3 separate regions of the Gossypium hirsutum genome follow, and regions 2 and 3 are each linked to region 1. Evidence: chromatin contacts called from public Hi-C data. All regions are on one chromosome and are shown on one strand. The core of a region is the stretch at or near the end of the contact, and the rest is flanking DNA. Distances in the headings are between cores, read along the strand shown.

Region 1 (2,700 bases), core at 16-2,515:
TTTTAATAGTAAAAATAGATAAAATTTTTAACAAAAAAGACCAATTTACTTTTTGATCTAATGTAGAAGGATTAATTTACTCATTTTTTAAGTGAAGAAAATAAAACACAAATGGTTTTAAATAGACCATTATCGAAAATTGGTTCTTGGCCTGCTTATGAATTTCTTTTATTTTCACATGTTATTATTTTGTAAATAAATAAACTACAATGATATGAATTAAATTAAATTTCGAAATCACATATTTTTTATCTTTAAAATTATGCAGCTTCTTTTAGGGGTTTTGCTGTAGTTTGGGAAAAATGCATATCAAAAATTTTAATGTTTTATCAAAATGATCAAAATTTTTACGAATTCTTTCTAATTGATTACGTAAATGAGTTTACCCACTTTTAAGTAAGAGTTTTAAAATTGTATAACTACAAGCATTTCAATACTTTAGTTAAAAAAAATAAAATTATATTGAATAAATAAACAAAGAAAACATAAAAAAGTTATAACTTTCCCATAAAAATTTAACAACATTATCTCTTACTTTCATAATCAACATAGATGTTGTTGAGCTACATTAGACTCAATCCCGATTCTAAAACAGATTAGTTCATCGAAATCCATTTAAATAATTCATTTTACTCTTTAAAAATATTTTATTTAAATTTAATTATAAAAATATATTATAAAATTATGTTTATTTCTCTTTTTTTATAATTACTAAACTGTGGAATCGGCAAATTTGAAATTAAAAAATCTAAATTTAAGTTTAACACAAAGCGATAAATAAATTATTACAACAACGATGTCAAATAATTAAATTGATGAATAAAAACTTAATTAGAAGTCGATGAATATAATTTTTATGTTAAATAAGTATTAAATACAGTAATTATTTATTAATTTATATCTTTAGTTTAATAACATATATTATAAAAATTAATTGATTAAAACTCAGATGACATTTTTAGGGTGAACTTTTTTAAACTTTAACATCAATTATCTTAAATATATTTAAAAAATTATTTCATAGAAATTATTTATAATATCTTTTTCAATTTTTCTTTATTATAAATTATAAAAATATTTCCACTAAAATTTAAAAGGTAACAAATTAACAAATTTAATGAGATGAAAAGTATATAATAAAATACAAAACCATTTTTTTTTTTTTAGATAAAGTCGATCTATACCCAATTTTGAGAAAATGCCGAACCTACATGCCACCAGTTGTGGTTGAACTGGTTCTATGATCTAATTCTAATGGACCACTTTAATTCTAACATTTTTCAACGATGAAAATAGCTTGATTTAAGTAACGTGCGACCCAAATCCATATCACCTGTACAAGCCCAATTTTGGGCCCAAATAAACATAACCCAACTATAAACTCAAAACTTAGCCCAAAACACTAACCCAACCCCAAAAAAAAATCAAAAAAATAAAAATCCTAATCCCACCTACTCCACCCTTGTTGGCCACCCACCTTGGCCACCTACTCCACCACCCTTGTTGGCCACCTACTCCACCACCATTGTTGGCCGCCCACCTTGGCCACCTAAACCACCCCAACCACTCCACTTGCTTACAAAAATTTATTTGTAAAATTTGGCTATAAAAGCCATTCAAGACTATGTTAGAAGGGGTGATTTTTGTTTTTTGGAAAGGCTAGTTTTTAGAGATTAATCAAAGATCAAAGCAAAAGAGGTTTCTTTTGTCTATTCTCATCTTATGTTCTTTGTTTGTTTATTGTTTTCCTTTCAATTTTATTTTGTTTTTTTTTTATATACGAAAGTAAAAATAAAAGTAAGAAGCTTACCTATATTTTCATTACCGAAAAAAGTTTTTTTTGAGGTCCGGCCGCCGTGAACGGTGGCGCCGATGGCGGCCCGTGGGGGTCCATGACCGAAGCAAAACCGGACCAACGGCCGGATTTAGAAAAGAGAGAGAAAGAGAGTTGAGAGCTTTGTTTTATTTTTTTATTTTATTATTTTTACTATTATTTATATTATTATTATTTCTCATGTATATATTATTATTTATATTATTATATTATATATGCCCTCTCCATATTTATTTATATTATTACTATCATTATTGTTACTTCTATTATTTTTTATTTCTGACTACTATTATTATATATATGTATTTTTGTTTGTATTATTATTATTATTATTATCACCCCTATTGTTATTACTTTACTTTTGTATTCTAATATATTATTAATATTACTCATATTTTCATTATTTTTGCTATTACTATTATTATTATATATTAGTGTATATTTTTATGTATATATATATTTATATATAGTATTTTTTTATTACTTTAATTTAATATTTTTATTATATTTGCTTTTTGTATTTCTATATTTATTATTATTATTATATAGTAGTGTGTATTTCTATTATATACATATATATATTTTTATATATAGTATTATTGTTTACTTTACTTTAATATTATTCTTATTATCATTATATCCAACCCAATAATAATTCTTTCATAAAAGTAATATTCCGTATTTGGTAATTCGAGACAATCATGCCCTAACTTATTGGGTTTCGATTTTTCTCCTTTAACCTAAATAACGGAATACTCTTTTAAATCGCGACATGAGTTTTGAAAAATGCTTATTCTCGGAGATACGAGGTGTTGTGCCCTAACTTATCGGGTATGGCATTTTGTTACCTCGAAATAAGATTTTTG
Region 2 (2,700 bases), core at 189-2,688, 67 kb before region 1:
AGTTGAGGATCATTAACTCTGGTTTCCTTTTCTGAAAATTTTCTTTAGGTATTAAAATAAAATCTAAAACCATTTGAATTACAATATTTTTCTAGTGACCCACAAAATTAAATTTTGTGCCCTTCCTAAAAGCGACTCCTATCGAAAAAGATTAATATAAAAAAAACTATTTATATTTTAAAATTTCTATTCCATGGAAATTTTGATTTTTTTTTAAAAGAAGCTACAAACAATTTTAGAAAAAGTATAGGGGAGGTGGGGGAAAAATTGAAAGCTAAGTGCATGGGTTTTTCACATAATTAATTAATGAATGAGATATATAGCTGAAATTACAACTACCAAACATGGCGGAAAGAGTGTTGTGCTAATTATGGCCTATTTAAAGGATCTTAGTTTTTAGTTACCTAAGTTGGCGGAAAATATAATTAAAATATATTATCATAAAATAAAAATATAATATAAGTCTATAAATTAATCAAAGTCAGATATTAACCTATTATCAAAGACGAATATTGAGTCAAAAAAATTGATATTGAATTATAAATTTTAGAAGGATCAAATAGCAGTTTTACCAATATTTTAAAAGGTCATATGGCAATTTTACCAATATTTTAAAAGGTCATATAGCAATTTTACCAATAATGAATAGTACTGTTTTGATACGTGAAAATAATAATACCAGAGAACAACTCCTTAATATGATGTTTAAGGTTCGATTTTCGAATTTTTCAGATAATTAATCCAACATGAAATCAACATAGAAAAAATAAATAACGATTATAGAACAAAGAAAAAATAAAGTATGGATATGATATTAATGCATAAATATTTTCAGATTTATTTATATGATATGATATAAATAAATATTAACGTATGAAAATTTATATAATCAGCGAATTATGACGGTAAAAAATAAAATAAAATGAAAAAATTGAAGTTACCTTATAAGCTCCTTTTGGAGGGCACCGCCTTGTTTGGTTCTCCGATGAGATGTTGCACCAAAGCCAGTGGTGACTCCATAGCTGTCCGTACCTCGATTCATTCCTTCCATAACCCAATCACTGCTGGCCTTAACGGCCGGCCGAGCCGCCTCCGAGAGCTCAACCTGAACGGCGACGTCGCGGTTCGCAATGGCCGTGACTTGAGCTATCGTTAATGTCTCACCACCGAGACGAACCACCGGCTTCTTGTACTCCTCAACCATGCGCTTCACTTCATCCAGATGGCTACCTTTCATTGACTGAGCTGACGCAGCCCAGTTCAAGGGGTCGGCCAGTGACGAACCGTTTCCGCCATTACAAAACTGTAACTCCATTGGTTCCATTGATTCAAATGGCTAATGATTGGCGTCTGGGAAATTTTGGAACTAAAGATTTTTCTTTTCTTTTTCTGAAATGGAAAGGAAATTTTCAGGGAAAGTGAAAATATTCCTGAGTTTGTTGAACAATATTTCCAAGGTTTAAATAGAGAGAAAAAAGAAATAAAAAAATAAATAAAAATGTCTGAGATGAACATTGAGTGTTGGGTGGGTTGGCCGACGGGTTAGTTGAGAACATTATATGGCCGTTGGATCTTGATGGTTGTGATTTTGACAATTGTTTGTACTTGATTGGTGGATGGTCTAATAAACCTCCAATGGTTCCAACATTTTTCTTTTTTAATTGAAAGGGAAATGGGGGTTGGTGAGCACTCGGGGAGGCACGAAATTAGCAACGTCATCCCACAATTCTTAGCTTGCTAAATTACCACTTTGGCCATTATTACTCGTATTTAAGTTTTATCATACGTAGATTATTTCCAGATATATTTTGTTTGTGATAGTACTTATAATTTTTTTTAAAAATTATATAAACTAGATTTTATCATACTTACGATGTGGGTGAATAAAAATATTTTATATTTGTAAAAATATATTAATAAATGATTATTATTGGAGTGGCAATAGTTTTTTATATGAATTTATTTGTATTGTATTTGATTTCTAAATAATATTTTTAAATTGTTTTATTTGAATATTATATAAAAGTATGAAAATACCCTTACCATAATATTAATTACTTTTTAAAGTAAATGTATTTTAATAATTTTACAACTAAATTAGTATCGAGTTGACTTATGAAACCACTTCAATTAGACACTTTATATATAGTATAGATATATAATATCTTAAACATGGTTACGGTGATATAGGACCAAAATCAAACCAACCGATTGAATCGAGAATCAATAGTTCGATTGATGAAATAAAACCGAGTATAAACCAAACTATTTGTGAATCGATAAGAAATCGAAAATCAAGATAAAAAATTGATAATTCAACTTATTAAACTAATTTAATTTTTTTAATTATTTATTTAATTATTATTGAATCAACTGTTTAACCAGTAGAATTAAGAGTTGATTGTCTAATTAGCTGAACCAGATATAAAGTAATATAATATCATACATTTAATTAAAAAAAATAAAGTGTAGGGTAATAATTTGTTTTATTATTTTCTTAGTAATTACATTTGTAAGTTTATTTATATATTTATTAATTTTGTAATATATGCTCGGCAACATTATCCGAATAGTTTTTTTTTTTTTTAACTTGGTGTGTTGATAGAAATAGTGTGAGAAACTTAACAAAGTTTGTTGAATTTTGTAATAATAAAAAGGAACTTGCAATGTATTTGGGGTACATAATAATAAATTGATGTT
Region 3 (2,700 bases), core at 181-2,680, 95 kb before region 1:
TCTATACATATTTAATATTAATTAAATTTAAAAAAATCCCTAAAATTTTTCAGTACTAGTCTCAATCTATCGCCTCTATACTAGTCTCCCCTATCATCGTTGTAAGGTTATTTCCCCCATTTTCTATCTTCTTAATTTAATAACTTATTAAAAATCATTTATTCCTTCTTTTCTTTTTGTGCTGGAATCACAACATGCGTGTAAATATAAATTAGCACATAACTTCAAAGATAAATCACTAAACAAATCTAATAAGAAATGGTGCCAAAACCTTTCATTTTAAAAAAAATGTTAATCACAATGTTACAAAAAAAAAACTTGGGTCAGTTTGAATTAGATCAAAGTCGAGTATACTATTAAGTTTCAAGTTCGGGTTTGGAGCAGGTTAAAGTTTTTTAGAGTAGGGGTCGGTCAAGGTGGGACATGGTGGTAGAGCATCAGGCTGGGGTTAGGGTGGGTAAAAAATCACCCACCCTATTGCCATCACTAGTTTGCCGATGGGTAAGGGCGGGTAAAAAATCACCCACCCCATTGTCATTACTAGTTAAAAATTAAATTTAAAAAATGAATTTTTAAAAATTTCAAAGTTAGGACTAAATTGAAAGATTTTATAAATGTTGAGGGCTAAATTTATTGACTTTTTATAATTAGAACTAAAATGACAAATTTTGTAAACATTGAGAGCTAAATTTGTTAAATTTTTATATTTAGGATCAAATTGATAAGATGTGTAAATATTAGAGGGATAATTTTGTAACTAGACCAATAAAAAATCTATATCAGCTTAAAATGACTAAAATATTTAATTTTGAAAAGTTTAGTGACTAAAAAAAAAATAGTTGGGTGATATTTTTATAATTTACCCATGAAAGATTATGTAACAAAAAATTTAACAAAAGAGCTAATTTTTTTAATAGAGAAACTAAAATGTAATCCACCTTTAATATAGGGTTTCTTTGATACTTTTACCAATTTGGAAAATAATAAATGAAGTTATATGAAGTTACAACTACAACTAAAAAATTCCTTAAAAAGGAAAAAAAAAGAACTACAACTAAAAATTAGTATTACAGCATATTTTTCATAACCTCAAAATTGGAAAGATGTTTATAACATCTTAAATGACACTAGATATTTATGATGCCTTTCTTATAGTGAAGTCTATTAAATACCTTTTTTTTTTAAAAAAAATTCTATAGGAATCAATTGAATTAAATCCATAATTATACAAGTCAATGAATTTGTACTTAATATTGATGAACTGACAAAAAATTCAATGTGAAATCAAAACCTCAATTAATTGCATTGAGGACAAAGCAGAAGGTAAAAATGAACTGAAATATGTGATGTACAATCATGGACGAAGAGTAAGCCATGGTTGGCTTGACTTGGTCAAAAACCAAGGGTCATACCACATTTCAAACTATCAAGAACAAGTAGCCTGGTTTGGTCCTAAAGTTCTTAAACCCAGAAATACAATAATTTAGTATACCACTAGTAGTTCCAAAAGATCAATTTTTGATGTTTTTCGTATGGGATTTGGAATTTAGAATCTAATACTAATACTATAAAATATGTATCTAATACTAATACTATAAAATATAACATATGGGCTTTTTTTTTTTTTTACAAACAGTTTTCTTCTCAAAACCGGACACCACAACCAAGCATGTCATGGTTTCTAAAAGCCGGCAAATAAAGCAAATAGTTCTTAAGACAAGGTCTCCTCTTACAAGGGTCCCACTTTCACCAGCTTCCGTTTGCCTTTCTTAGTTCTCACCTGGTCTTTATACATGAACCAGGAAGGAATGGGAAGATTAAAAATGGAGGTTTTTTCCTTTCTATTTCCCCTTTCAATGAAGAAGGTGGCTAAGCAGCTTACTTAAAAGTATCTTAAAGGTTTGACCTTTAAATCCCACGACTTTGGCCTTTCAGCCAACCCTAGATCCCTTTTTATTCTTCATTCACATTTTTCTTTAGCTACAAACATTCATATTGATCCTGGGTGTCAAAAAGAATAAATTTGTGTCTTTGTTGGGTTTCTTTTCAAAATGCTGAAAATGGGGTTGAAAAAGTTAAAAATTTGCTCTTTATGGTCAGTTTCAATCTGGGGCTTTGTAGTTTTGAGTTTATTGGTAAACATGGTACAATGTCAAAATTTCAATGATTATGAAGTGAACAACCCAGATGTTCTTCCTCTTGTTACAACCCTTGTTAATAGCAGGCTTTCTAATCTTACCACTGTTCTTAGTAAGGATATCAGTGAACAAGCCAGTTTCTGCATAAAGGACCCGTGAGTTTTCCTCCTCTTTTTTTCCCCAATTGCTATGAATGTTGATCGTCTGGTTCTTGAATTGAATTGTAGAACTCTTAATTGCATTGACCTGTTCTTGATTATGAATATGTGAACTAATTGGTGATTCCCAATGCTTAAGACTTATATATGTATATACTTGTGTATGCAATGTAATTGGTTCTTGTTTTGAGATTGAAGCTGTCTTTATATTTCAGGGAAGCTGAATGGAATAAAGCATTTAATTTTTCTTCAAATTTGGACTTTTTGGCTTCATGTATTGAAAAAACTCAAGGTACAATATCTATAATTACAAAGAATTAAAGTGCTTTCTTTCTTTAGTGGCTATAGGAAATTAGGACTCGGGGTTTAGGTGTTTGATATGTTGGACATGATACTCGGAGTAG

Evidence for each region. Hi-C and Micro-C count contacts between places; a contact is called where the count stands out from the background.
Region 2: a contact with region 1 is called in a Hi-C map of leaf, with 4 times the contacts expected there. The contact joins the promoter of LOC107937172 here to the enhancer-like site in region 1. A contact is called at or near these places in 11 of 34 Hi-C or Micro-C datasets (anther, callus, hypocotyl and 2 more).
Region 3: a contact with region 1 is called in a Hi-C map of leaf, with 4 times the contacts expected there. The contact joins the promoter of LOC107937173 here to the enhancer-like site in region 1. A contact is called at or near these places in 4 of 34 Hi-C or Micro-C datasets (hypocotyl, leaf and petal).

Annotation. Positions count from the first base shown.
Region 1 is chrA10:111,256,361-111,259,060 of Gossypium_hirsutum_v2.1, forward strand. No RefSeq gene overlaps it. Among protein-coding and RNA genes, the nearest start is that of LOC121207715, 8.3 kb to the left of the region's middle. Within about 2 kb of position 1,266, at least 1 of the 9 cell types and tissues checked has an H3K27ac peak or open chromatin away from gene starts, as enhancers often do. A contact at or near this core is called in leaf, where this site is marked.
Region 2 is chrA10:111,188,758-111,191,457 of Gossypium_hirsutum_v2.1, forward strand. LOC107937172 (phenylalanine ammonia-lyase G4) reads right to left here and starts at 1,439. Exons shown (of 2, transcript XM_016870010.2): 1 at 942-1,439. The coding sequence starts at 1,324.
Region 3 is chrA10:111,160,909-111,163,608 of Gossypium_hirsutum_v2.1, forward strand. It overlaps LOC107937173 (ABC transporter G family member 28), which reads left to right and starts at 1,431. Exons shown (of 14, transcript XM_016870012.2): 1 at 1,431-2,293; 2 at 2,512-2,588. The coding sequence starts at 2,052.